Linked DNA regions of Pan troglodytes: region 1 is linked to region 2. A link is a contact called in public HiChIP or PLAC-seq data. All regions are on one chromosome and are shown on one strand. Each heading gives the region's core, a stretch centred on a gene start, on an enhancer-like site or on the middle of the called end of the contact. The rest is flanking DNA. Distances are from core to core; before and after follow the strand shown. Region 1 holds the start of SLC38A6 (solute carrier family 38 member 6). Region 2 holds the start of SIX4 (SIX homeobox 4).

The links. HiChIP or PLAC-seq counts read pairs in DNA pulled down with a chosen protein or histone mark.
Region 1: a contact with region 2 is called in an H3K4me3 HiChIP or PLAC-seq map of stem cell-derived excitatory neurons, with 5 times the contacts expected there. The contact joins the promoter of SLC38A6 here to the promoter of SIX4 in region 2. A contact is called at or near these places in 1 of 7 Hi-C or Micro-C datasets (stem cell-derived neural progenitor cells) and 1 of 1 datasets of contacts at active chromatin or transcription factors (stem cell-derived excitatory neurons).

Annotation. Positions count from the first base shown.
Region 1 is chr15:58,980,241-58,982,940 of NHGRI_mPanTro3-v2.0_pri, forward strand. SLC38A6 (solute carrier family 38 member 6) reads left to right here and starts at 1,305. Exons shown (of 17, transcript XM_054666633.2): 1 at 1,305-1,437; 2 at 2,563-2,693. The coding sequence starts at 1,333. TRMT5 (tRNA methyltransferase 5) reads right to left here and starts at 1,076. Exons shown (of 5, transcript NM_001279905.1): 1 at 879-1,076.
Region 2 is chr15:58,724,529-58,727,228 of NHGRI_mPanTro3-v2.0_pri, forward strand. It overlaps SIX4 (SIX homeobox 4), which reads right to left and starts at 1,339. Exons shown (of 4, transcript XM_016926174.4): 1 at 1,234-1,339; 2 at 190-1,025. The coding sequence starts at 1,236.

The DNA.
Region 1 (2,700 bases), core at 55-2,554, 260 kb after region 2:
CTACTATCTCAAATAACCTGCTAAATGCTGACAAATAAAACGTTTAGTGATGTGTGGGAAGTATACTATCTTTTCCAGACTAGGATGACTTTTTCAGGAAGTCGTATTAGTGGTAGATAATAGTGGTATATATTAAATTTACACCTTCAACCCACCTGCTCCCAGTTCAGAGGGCTTAGTGATCCATTAGCCATACTCAATGATCCTCTTCACCCACAATTTTCTAGATAATACATTTGGGATTGGAAGACTGAAGTATGAGTTAAATGGTCATCTGTAAATGAAATAGTCATTATACATGACCATTACTAGTGGTGATATTTATTAGGATAGTCTCATGGGTGCTTATTGTGTCAGATACTGCGCTAAATGCTTTATGTACATTATGAATCTTGGGAGGTGTGCAGTATTGCACCCTCATTTTGTAAATAAGTAAACTAAAGCTCAGACGTAAGGTAACCCACCCAAAGTCTCCCAGCTGATAAGTGGCTAGGCATGGATTAAAACCTAGTTTTGACTGACTTCGGTGCTTGTGTTCTTAATATATTGCTCTGTTGTTTGTTTTCGATGCTTTACTGCCACATGTCCTGCCTTTAACTAGAGGCTTCTGTATTTTGAGGACGAGAGCTTTGCTGATTGTTATATGCATAGTATCAGTTATTCACTGTCTTCTAAAATACCAAAGAATTTACTTGTAAGGGGAAAGGGCCCTGTCCCAGAATCCTGTAAAGCAACGAAGTCTAACTTCACCGTCAGAGATCAAATCGGGTCTAGCAGCTGACCAGCTGGGTGACCCTGGATAAATTACTATAAGTCTCGGTTTTCCCACCAGTAAAATGTGGCGAAAGGCTTTTGAAACATTCCTTACTATCCAGTACCTCGAAACTAAGTTCAGCACCTAGGCGGGTGGGTGACCTCGCGATGTTTCTGTGCCCATGCAGCACATGGCAGAGAGCAGCCCTGGGCGGGCTGGTACCTCCCCTGGACCATTAGCCCCTAACGCGGCCGCCACCTCACCAAAGCACCATTCCAATTCCCCACGTCGCTCTGCAGCTGGATCCGCGAGCCGACCCCTCACCTCCCGCTCCGGTACCGATCGGATGTGGGTCGCGGGTGGATGGGCGGGTCTTCTATGACATCATCACTGTTCGTCGCGAAGAGGGCGCGCGTCATCAGATCACGTCGACTCGCTCCTCTCCTTCCAGGCCCTGGTGAAGTACGGAAAGCCGGAAGGGCCGGGCTCAAAGCTCCGCCTCTGGCGCGACCGACGACTGGAGCGCAGGGCAAGGGTAGAGGCTCGTAGATGGACCTGGTAGTCAGCTGGAGAGCAGCATGGAGGCGTCCTGGGGGAGCTTCAACGCTGAGCGGGGCTGGTATGTCTCTGTCCAGCAGCCTGAAGAAGCGGAGGCCGAAGAGTTGAGTCCGTTGCTAAGCAACGTAAGTGAGCTGTGTTCGCTTCCCCGCGCTGACGCCCTCCGGCTTCCCTCAAGTGCCTGCCAAATAAGACCCAGAAAAGGAGGACCGCACCGGGACAGGGGAGATGCTGGAGCCTGAACCCTGGGGGATGGGGTCTGAAGGCAGCCGCCGAGATTCAGATGAGATTGGCGCAGTTATGAACGTGATAGCAGCCTAGCATACTCTAGAAAGAAAAGATGAAAAGCGTCGGGTGGAAGAGATGCAGCGTTGAGTGGAAGCTGCGAACATGATGGGATGAGCGGCCATAGGATTATGTACTCACTGCTGTTAGTTAGTATTTTTGTCACCTTATTTTCTCCACCAGTCTCGTGAGGTCTTTGCAAGAGTCACAGGATTTTCCTCTTCCGACTTAGTCATGGGGGGAGGGAGAGTAATAAACATTTTAATACAGAAATTCTTAGCGGTAGAATGGAAGTGGCTTGCTAGTAAGTGCATAGCACGTTCCTGACCCTAAAGCCTGTGCAGTGGGCACTCCGCTTTTTAACTCGAGTCCTAGACACTGTTCCCAGGACTTTGTTCCCAGTGCTGTTTGTGGGGAGGGGGATGTTTTCAGGGATACTGCCAGAACAACGTGAATTGCTGCTGTTTATAATACTGTCATTGCAAGGTATTCCTGACCATCCTTCCAGTTTGGTAGAACTAATTCATTAGATATATAAGTAGAGATTAGTTGTGCAGTCCTAGTAATTGAGGAGAAACAACTGCCCACAGCAGTCCCAGGTTGACTCAGCAATTCTTTAGTAATCACATGAGCTGAGGCCTTATCCCTCCTCTCTCTCCCCACTCCATTCCCATCCTATCTTCATCTCTTGCAGTCACAAGGTTAGTCATGGCCCTTCCTGAACTCTACCTGTCTTGTGTACTGGTGGAAATCATTTTCCTAAGAAACCCTAGATTCCTGGAGCTGCAGTAGTGGGAGGTGGGAAGGAAAGGAAAGGAAATTAGTGTTGGTTAAGCAACGAGTGTGTCATACAAAGCCTGGTGGTTTGCAGCTTTTTTCCATAATCTTTCATTTATGGAATTTCTTCACGAAATTTTAACTTCACCGTCCAAACATTTAACACTACTAAATTTGTGTGCTTACAGGAACTTCACAGACAGCGATCCCCAGGTGTTTCATTTGGTTTATCAGTGTTTAATTTGATGAATGCCATCATGGGAAGTGGCATCCTTGGCTTAGCTTATGTTATGGCTAATACCGGTGTCTTTGGATTTAGGTGAGTC
Region 2 (2,700 bases), core at 89-2,588:
CCCGCCCCCCGCCTCCGCCGCCCCCCACCTCTGCCGGCCGGGGAGCGAGGTAGGGGGCGGGGAGAGGTGGGCAGCCGGACCAGGCTGGTGGGGAAGGTAAGCGCCATGTTTGCGAGCACTTGGAGGAAAAGAAAGCCGGGAAGGGGGTGGGGGAGAGGAAGGGGGAGGAGGAGGAAAGTTGGCGCTCACCTTTTGGACTGGGTCTCGGAGGGGTTCCTGTCGCGCTGCCGGCGGTTCTTGAACCAGTTGCTGACCTGAGTGAGGGAGAGGCCGGTGATCTTGGCCAGGTGCCGCTTCTCGGCGGGCGAAGGGTAGCGATTCTGCTTGTAGAGCTCCTTGAGCGCGTTGCGCGACTTCTCCTTGAAACAATACACCGTCTCCTCGCCGTCCCAGATGGTGCGGGGCAGGGGGAATTTCCTGCGCAGCCGGTACTTGTCTACGGCTCCCAGCGGCCGGCCGCGGGCTCGCTCGGCCTCGGTGTAGCGCGCCTTGTACCAGAGCTGCTGCAGCAGAGGGTGGTTGGCCGACTCGAAGCTGTGGCTCTCGAGGATGCTGTAGAGCTCGGGGTAGATGCCCTGGTGGAAGGCCACGAGCGCCCGCGCCTTCAGCAGGCTCTCGTTGCCACGTAGCAGGTCGCTCTGGGGCAGGGACCACAGGAACCGGGCCAGGCGGTCCAGGTTGCCCCCCTGCTGCAGTGCCTCGCACACGCAGGCGACGTGGTCGGGCGAGAAGGCCAGCGGGGTCTGCGCGGCGGCGGCGGCGGCGTGGTGGTGCCTGCCCAGAAGTTCCGAGTGGAGTTGTACCTGATCCGCCGCCGCTCCGGCCGCCGCCGCCGCCACTGCCCCTTCCTCTCCGCTCACCCTGGCGGCAGCGGTCGCGGCGTCCCCCGGCTCCAGGGGAAAAGGGGCTGGAGCCGGGGGGCTCAGCCCTACCGCCGCGCCCCCCGCCACTTCTCGGTGCGCCTCCTGCCCTTCCGAGGCGCTTTCCATCCCATTCTCCTGCTTGATGTCCGCCGCACTTGCGATCTGCCCGGTGGGGGAGGAAGAGGACATTTTTTGTTGTTTATTTTCCTCCCTCCCTCACTCCCTCGCACTCTTTTCCTCTTTCTTTCCTCCTCTCTTACTCCTCCTCCTTCGTCTCCCTCCCTCCTCTCCCCCTCCGGAAAGCCCACTCCCTCCCTCCTGGTTTCGGCTGGATCTGGCCGATCAGGTTTCCCCCCGGCCACGCAGTCACCATTAAGATAGCTGCTAGAGCAAAGTAGTGTAAACGGATAGCTGCTTTCTGCCGTTCCCCCAACGTGACTCCTCCGGTTGCTGCATACTATATGGCAGTGGCGGCCGGCCCGGCCCGGCCGAGCCACCTCATTGGCTATTTCGCATTCAGAGGGAGGAGGAGACACAGTTTCTATCCCTGTCGATCACCCACCTCCCACTCCACCCCTCGCCTTTCCCTCCCCTCCTGACCCCCAGGCACCTATACCTGAAGGAAAACACCGACATTCTTTCCAAGCCACGCTCCTGGGCGGGAAATTACCTAATGTGGCCTGAAAACTGGACAACTCTTTCAAACAGAGGCCCTACGATTCCAGAGGGAATATTAATTGTGTGGCCTTAAGGTCTGGATGGTTAAATTTTTAACAAAGAGACCACCCTCAGCATCTAGATGACAAAACTTCAAAGGACAATTCAGAAGCCCCCCAGTATCTCCCTGTTCCCCATTCTCCCTCTTTTTGGATGTCTTTATCAAGGATTTTGTATTCAAAACAGTCAAAAATAAAATGACACTAGGAAATGTTCTAAGGGGCAAGCATTTAGAGTAAATTAAAATTCCAAAGGGGGAAAAATGCTTGAAAACCTTATAATTAGCAGCATACATAGCCCACTGAGAAGACAAAAACAAGAAGCCTTCAAAAAATGTACTTAACCTTAAGCCACGTGGAGGGCTGGCAACCCAACTGAGTTGAACATGGTATAATTAAACATGTAGAATATTAAACCATAAGTTTATCCTGGATGAGTCGTGTGGAAGAGATCTAAGCTTTAAATATGGAAATTTAAGTTTTCTACATGAACTTTTTAATGTAAGTATATGAGTATTTCTTTTTTAAAGATGATAGGCTAGAAACACTGAATGTGCGGGTGTCATCCAGATCAGTGCAGGATCAGAAGCCCTTTTCCACAGCATAGACAGATTGCCCGCTGGTTTGATGCTGAAGTGGGGGTAGAGTCTTTTGTTGTTTGCAGTTGTGTCTCTTTCCTTTGTAATTTGCACAAGATCTTAATTCCAAAAGGGATAATCCATTTCTGCTTCTTTGATTACTGTAGGTCAGTTGGGTTTGCCTGCTGCTGCTCTTTCTCAGAATTCAACTTTTTTTCCCCCCGAGATGGAGTCTCGCTCTGTCGCCCAGGCTGGAGTGCAGTGGCGCGATCTCGGCTCACTGCAAGCTCCGCCTCCTGGGTTCACGCCATTCTCCTGCCTCAGCCTCCCGAGTAGCTGGGACTACAGGCGCCCGCCACCACGCACAGCTAATTTTTTTTTTTTTTTTTGTATTTTTTAGAAGAGACGGGGTTTCACCACATTAGCCAGGATGGTCTCGATCTCCTGACCTCGTGATCCGTCCGCCTCGGCCTCTCAAAATTCAACATTTTAATGACATCATCCTAACCTTTACTTCAGGGTGGCCTTGTATTGTGTATGCTT